Regions from separate parts of the Mus musculus genome. Here region 1 is linked to region 2. Evidence: chromatin contacts called from public Hi-C data. All regions are on one chromosome and are shown on one strand. The core of a region is the stretch at or near the end of the contact, and the rest is flanking DNA. Distances in the headings are between cores, read along the strand shown. Region 1 overlaps Gm40687 (a long non-coding RNA gene). Region 2 overlaps Ank3 (ankyrin 3, epithelial).

What was found. Hi-C and Micro-C count contacts between places; a contact is called where the count stands out from the background.
Region 1: a Hi-C map of the N1E-115 cell line shows a contact between it and region 2, with 4 times the contacts expected there. The contact joins two enhancer-like sites. A contact is called at or near these places in 2 of 484 Hi-C or Micro-C datasets (the N1E-115 cell line and reprogramming fibroblasts), 1 of 115 datasets of contacts at active chromatin or transcription factors (astrocytes) and 1 of 9 other capture datasets (embryonic stem cells).

Annotation. Positions count from the first base shown.
Region 1 is chr10:70,294,905-70,298,321 of GRCm38.p6, forward strand. The region is part of intron 2 of Gm40687 (a long non-coding RNA gene); the gene reads left to right. Among named protein-coding and RNA genes, the nearest start is that of Gm33704, 3.2 kb to the left of the region's middle. Within about 2 kb of position 2,082, at least 37 of the 459 cell types and tissues checked have an H3K27ac peak or open chromatin away from gene starts, as enhancers often do. A contact at or near this core is called in the N1E-115 cell line, where this site is marked.
Region 2 is chr10:69,795,048-69,798,630 of GRCm38.p6, forward strand. All of the region lies in intron 1 of Ank3 (ankyrin 3, epithelial), which reads left to right. Among named protein-coding and RNA genes, the nearest start is that of Gm33416, 70 kb to the right of the region's middle. Within about 2 kb of position 1,599, at least 38 of the 459 cell types and tissues checked have an H3K27ac peak or open chromatin away from gene starts, as enhancers often do. A contact at or near this core is called in the N1E-115 cell line, where this site is marked.

The DNA.
Region 1 (3,417 bases), core at 832-3,331, 500 kb after region 2:
TACTTCAGTTTGTCATCAGGACCTTAGGAGAAGGGGTAGACGCTGTTGGTGTCTCTTCCAGGGCAGGGATTGTGGCAATACATACACATACTTATGCATTTTGGTTTTGGGGATGATATAGACGAAAACTAAAGGAATGGTTGCGTCTTGTAGGAGAAATCTTACCCTTCATTTTCTTCTGACCATTTGAATATTTCTTTAAAATTATTTATTTATTTTATGTACGTGAGCATACTCTTGCTGTCCTCAGACACACCAAAAGAGGGCATCGGATCCCATCGTAGACAGCTGTGAGCCACCCTGTGGTTGCTGGGAATTGAACTCAGGACCTTTGGAAGAGCAGTCTGTGCTCTTAACCACTGAGCCATCTCTCCAGCCCCTTGAATATTCTTCACAGGTGCATATGGATCTCATATAGGAGAAAATGTTAAAGGTGCTGATTGTGTAGGTGGGAGTCAGGGAGAGAAGTCGGAGCGGCTCTTGGTTTACAACATTACAGCAGCATGTTATGTTGCTTGCCAGATAAAATCTAGGATGCTCAATTATAATTTAATTGTCAGATAAAAAGTTCATGTGTGTGTGTGTGTGTGTGTGTGTGTGTGTGTGTGTGTGAAAATGAGCTTTGGGATCCTCGTTACCGTTTCTGCATTCTGTAGCCTAACCTGAAGGTGTTGCTGCTGGTGGGGAACCCGAGGACCAGGACACTCATCTCAGTATTCCTTGGAGAAAGCCATTCTGAATTTGAGAGGTTAGCAGAGTCCAGGAGTCCAAGGTGCCAGGCAGAGGCTGGGACTGGAGGTGGGCTTTGTGTGGAGTCCCAGAATGCAGTGTGCACTCCAGGGGTGTCCTGTGTAGTCTGAGGGAGGGTGCCAAGGGCACTGAAACTGTTAGGCTACCAAATCATTTCTCTCAGGAATCTCATCCCAGCAAGGAAAAGCTGACGACTCCCTCTGCAGCAGCCTCGGAGGTTAAGGAAGGCGTCCCAAGCAAGAGCCTGACATTTATCTTCAGGGCTCTGCTGCTACCACCAAGAATGTCAACCTCAGCAGGGCATGGTGGCGCATGCCTTTAATTCCAGCACTTGGGAGTTAAGGCAGGCAGATTTCTGAGTTCGAGGCCAGCCTGGTCTACAAAGTGAGCTCCAGGACAGCCAGGGCTATACAGAGAAACCCTGTCTTGAACCCCCCCCCCCCAATAAAAAGAATGTCAACCTCTTTGGGGTCCAGGACATTGTGGGCACCTTGGAATGGGCACAGGGAACCAAGAGGCCCCCAGCCTAACTGGATAGGACTTCAGGCAGGCAGTCGGGACACGGGAGCCGAGGGACTAAAGACTCTATTTTTCCTCAGTGGACCAGAAGCACTTCAGTATTTCTCAAGCACCATTGAATGGCAGCATCTGAAGAAGGTACATGTACCAAATATACAGCGAGACATTTTCTTAGAAGAAAAGAAACAGGAGAAATTAATTTTGCTGTTTCATCTTGCTTGAGAGGCACAAAATGCTAAACATGTAATCAGTATATGACTAATTAATGAGATTGATGATTAATGAGAGACTTTGACTTTTTAAAAGTCTATCTCAAAATCCAGAGAGCACAGAGAGGCCACATGTGGTGACCCCTCCCCACAGGCCTATGAGGAAGGCTCGCTCCCTCCCTCCCTCCCTCCCTCCCTCCCTTCCCAGCTTTCTGGGGATTTGGTGCCCCGCCCCCCAACTCCCGCCCCACCCCCACTCCTCTGTCAACCTTCCCAGCCTTTAACGTGTGCAGGTTGTGCCAAAATCATATTAGCTGGCTCAGCTCCCGGTGCAATTATATTAGTTACCTGGCCTGTTAGCCCTGCCTTGGCCATGGAAGCTGAGCCTTACCCCTCTTTAAAGCTTCCTTGAAGACTCAGGCATAGTTTACTTGCACCCTTGAGCTCCTGAACACAGGCGCCATTGGGTTCCTGAGGATAGGTGGAGATGCGTAGTGAGCTGAGGCCTTACCCAGGCCTCTTTTCGAGCCACCTGAGATGGGGGCTTCTTTGCCTTCGGTCTTCTCCATAGGGCGAGCCCTGCATGCATAAGAGTTATTCCCTGTACTCTTGCGCCACCTTGTGGTACTTGTGAAAAATCCGAAAATGGCCTCCCGCATCTAGGTCTCACCTAGCAGAACAGCCTGGAAGGACCAGCTGGCTTTTGTAATCGCCTTTAGTCTGAGAGGAAATGAGATTTGTTACTGAATATGCACCGTCTCCTAGGGGTCGAGCTGCCTGCGGAGAGTTCAGTCGCTGTAGTGACTACAGCCGGAACAAAGAGGAAGCATAAATTCCAGGCTGCTCCTCTGTCGTTTAGACAGAATCCTGTCCTAAGCCTAAATGTATGTGGTCTGTCCATTGGAGTTAGCTCTGGCCATGACCAGTCCAAAACAAACAAGCAACAAAAATAAGCAAATATGTAAAGATAATAAAGTCTGATAAGGCTGGTTGCAGCCTACTATGCTTGACAATACAATAATATTGTCTTATTCCAAGCCTTATATGCTTGGAAATCCCTGTATCAAGGAAGGAGTGTGAGGGCTAGGGAGATGGCTCAGTCAGTCAAGTACTTGCCTTGCAGCTGGGGGGCCTGAGTTTGAACCACAGAACTCACACAGGGGATCGGTGTCCCAACTCTGGGTTGGTTTAGACAAGCCGATTCCACTGGCTGGCCAGCCACTCTAGTTTACTTGGTGAGTTCCGGGCCAAGGAGAGACCTGTCTCTGAAGACAAGGTGGATGGATGGCGCTTGTGTAATGACACCCCAAGTTTTCCTCTGGCTTCTATGCATGGGGACAACGTGTGAACACACAGAAGGTTCCTCAATCATGTTCCAACAAGGGACAGGAACAGTGGTTTTCATCAACAGAGCTGGGCAACACATGCCCCCTCCTTCTCCCTCAATGATTTTTCTGTATGCTGCACACCCCTGTCCCCTGAGTCATAAGCCACCTGCAATTTCAGACTGGAAATAAAATCAGCCCCAGACCCTGACTTTGCCGGGTCTTGCAGGAGAGATGACCCCATGAAGCTGAGTCTGCTCTTTGCTTCAAGTTTTTACTGAGGCTTATGGCTGCCAGAGCAGAAGTTTCCCCATGGCCACGGTGGCTTTGGGAGGCCTTGCTAAATAGAGTACCTCAGAAATACAAAGTCCTTCCCACCCGGTGGCCCCAGCACTTAGAGTTCCTAAGTGTATTTTTCATTTCCGTTAAGGCATCAAAAGCCTTTAAAGTCCAATTTTGTAGGGAAACAATTTAAGCTTTTACCTGACATCCCAACCTTAGCATAAAAGTTCTCATTATGTGGGTTCTATGGGAGATGTTCATCAATGGGAGCCAGTGACGGAATTTGGTCCTTTCTCCGCGAGGGTGTGTCAGCGTGAGGCACTTCAGGAGGT
Region 2 (3,583 bases), core at 349-2,848:
CTTCCACTGTGTGAGTTAGCACTTCTCTTGTGTCTCTTTGTTCCCAGAGCTAAACCATGCCCAAGTGCAGCAGAAGTTTCAGACTGGTAATAAATATATCTGCCAATTATAGTTCTTAAAAATAATTTCTATGCCTGTGGTTACTTTTTAGGCTATTGATACAATTGGTTACATATTAGAATGATCAAAGATTTAGTGTAAGATTTAAGATTAGTGTATCCTTTTGTATGGCTTTGCCTTTATACAAGTACAGACAAGCTTGTCCTGTACAAAGATACCCTAGAATAGAATAACGTGAGTGCTTCCTGTTAAGGTTAAGGTTCATAAATACTTTAAATGAGTAACCACACCTATTTTCACACTATCCTAGCCACAGCAGAACTTAATTAACGTTGTTACAGTCTTTGATAAATTGGAACAGTCACAACTCACCATTAGTCATAGGAGTGGTGTCTGCATCCTGGAGGTATCAGGTCATCTGATCACATCATTGTATCAATTCCTAAATGTTACTTCAGTGTCCTGGTAGCATAAAGACGATGGTTCCCAAAGCCTCTGCAGCATCTTATAGCCTCCATATTATAAGGACAACTGAAGTTCTAAGTCAAAATGGTTTGAAATTCCACTAGCATAAATCAAAGCAAAATGCTCTTGCATTGACCTTGTAGGGTTAAGAAGTCACAACTCTTCCTTTCATGTATTCTATCCTTTGATAAGAAAGCAAACCAGGTGTGTGTGGGAGGGTGGTGGTGATGGTATTTGTTGGTTTTGAGACATGGTCTTACTATGTAGTCCTGACCTTGACCTGACCTTGACCTGGGGTGTTCCTCCGACCTCAGTCTCCCAAGAGCTGTGATTACAGAACGGAGCCTTCCTGCTTAGGCTGAAACTTGGCTCCTTGATGCCTCAGAAGCATTAAGATCAATTTGCATCCTGTTCTGTAGCCAGTGTCAATTTTATGTTGGAAAACCTTGGAAAATAACTCACCCTTTACCCACCGACCCCAATTCCCACCAACTTACCCAATGGTAAAAAATTAAAACGGTGTCTATATTTTTATTTCTAATCTGGCTCCAGTTAAAAGCTCAGGGGTCAGCATACTGAGCGAGGCACGAAGCCCCTTGGGGCTAAGACACTGGCTCTTCCCTCGGAGGTAAACCATCATCATAGACAGAGGACAGTTGGGGTTTATCAGAATGTAGCATGGGCAGTCTCTTCAAAACACCATCTTCGCAAAAACAAAAACAAAGACCCATACCTGTGCCTTGTGTGCTTCAGAGCTCCTCCCCACCCCCCCCTGCCTCCCAGGTTTAAAGATAACAGTGGGATGTTGTTGTTTTGCATTCAGTTTGAGAGGAGGCCCTCTGCACAGATGCTCAGCATGTTGGAAATGTACAACAGCAGGGCCAGCCTGGCTGAAGTCCCAGTGCGAAGACAGTAGCCATGCCTAACGTGTTAGGGGACAGTGACCTCATTTTAGGGAAGAACTGAAGTTCCTTCCAGGCAGAATCCTAGCAGACAGGCAGCCGTTTGGCTGTCACAGGAAATGCACCGATGCAGCTTTGGATATGAGCTGGCCTGACAAAGATGATTGCTCACATAGATAGCCTTCGGTAGCATTGCCCACACTCATTAAGTAACTACCCACTTCCTTCCCTTCCTCCTCTGACTGATTGACGGGTAGAAAGTGCTGGCATGCTTCCAGTTACTAGATAGCAATTAAACAGAGCAAAAGCAGCTCGAATCATTCAAGGTTCCATTAAGCGCTTGCCATGTGACAATGCTTTAAAAGTTCTCTTGTATTGAAGACCTGTACCCCACTTCCAAACCCATGGCTTACAAAGAATTGTCCTACCTACAGGTAAACGCCCCTTGAGTTGGGCAGCAACTAGAAAGGCCAACAAGGCACTGGAAGACCAGAGCTTTATTAGCAGGCAGCATGTTGTAGCATGAATGCCTCACTTGTGTGACATTGTTTGAGATTGTGCAGTTCTTGGCATTCTTTTGGACTTAGTGGAAGTCAAGACCACTGGAGGGGGAAGATCTGGAAAATATCACACCATGCTTTACACTCCAGCCTCTGGAGACTCTGAATGGTCACTGTGTCCGCTTGTGTTCCAGTGTGTGATTCAGCTCCAGTGTTGTTAGGGGGAGTAAATAACCATTTAATTTTGGTGTTATCTTTATTCTTTTGAGTCTTGGGCCTTTAACCCAAGCCAGTCTTGAATTTCCAAGCATCAAATCTCCCCAGTGTTAAGGTTGTAAGGTCACAGGCTATATCATGTAAGATTATATGCAACATTCTTTGTTTGATGTGATTAGCAAGGGGTGCTGGTCCTCACCTGACCCCAAAGCCTTGGTCGCAGAAGGACAGAGTCTCAAGGCACTCAACTTGTCTTTGATAAAGGACATCACATTCTAAGTAAGCATTAGTCCACATTCGTGAACACTTCTGCAACATGGTTTTGCCTATGTTTCAGAGCTGTAAATGACTTTGGAAGTTTTCCTAAGCAGGCTGCTCTACTCTGTAAGGCTTCTCTTGGATGAAAACAATTTATACATCTGTTACTTTACTCATCAATAAAGTTTGGCACTGTCAGAAAAGGCCCCTATCCTTAATGTCTGATATAATTTTTGTCTTTGGAAAGTGGACCATAAAAATGGTGAGGGAAGGTGAGTTCATGTTAAACTTGAAATAGTTTTAAAAGCTAAATATTTATTTGGGACCTAAGATTTAATATATCTCTATATTTATATCTATCTATTCATCTATCTGTGTGTGTGTGTATGCATGTGTGTGTATGTGTATGTTTTGAGGCAGAGCCTGAGCAGTGTGCATCACATCCAGCTAAGACCTTAATATTCTTCTATGTGTCTTAAAGACACCTCCAAAATGCCTCTCCCACTCCTTGCTTTTCCATTCAGATGATTTCTCCCAGATCTGCAGCCCATGTTAGCACACATAAGCATATTTTTATTTCATTTTTGGTAGACACATGGTTCTACGCCTTTGTCTAAGGTCTGTGTGTACGTGGTCCTTGTTCAATGCCACGTTAAGGTCACTGTTGCAGAGACCATCTTACCCGTTCATTATCTCTGTGGTGAAAACACACCCCGCCCTCTCCTTCAGTCTTCTGGACACACAGTTCAGTGTGAGCATCAGTCCCCCACCGGTCAGTAGCTCAGCGGAATGTACTCTTTCTAGCTACTGCATAGCACCGCTGGTTAGCCTTGCCGTATGCATTCATCCCCCGACACTCCCCTCCTTCTCCTCACCAGCAGTTTACTTCCACCTTCTATAAGATCAGCTTCAAATAAATCCACATGTGAGTGAGGCCATGTGGCGCGTATCTTTCTCCGCCTGTCATATTTCATTTAACGTCTCCAGATTCATCCACATGCCTACACTGCAGTTTGTTTTTTATGGCTGAGTAGGATCCCATTGTGTATACGTACCATGTTTCTTTAATCTGTTCCTCCACTGATGGATACACTGGGTTAATTTCACGTCTCCTGTGAATATTGACAAAGCAATATTTGAATGATTAACTGATTCAGAGTCCCTGGTCCTAGGATGTGCGTT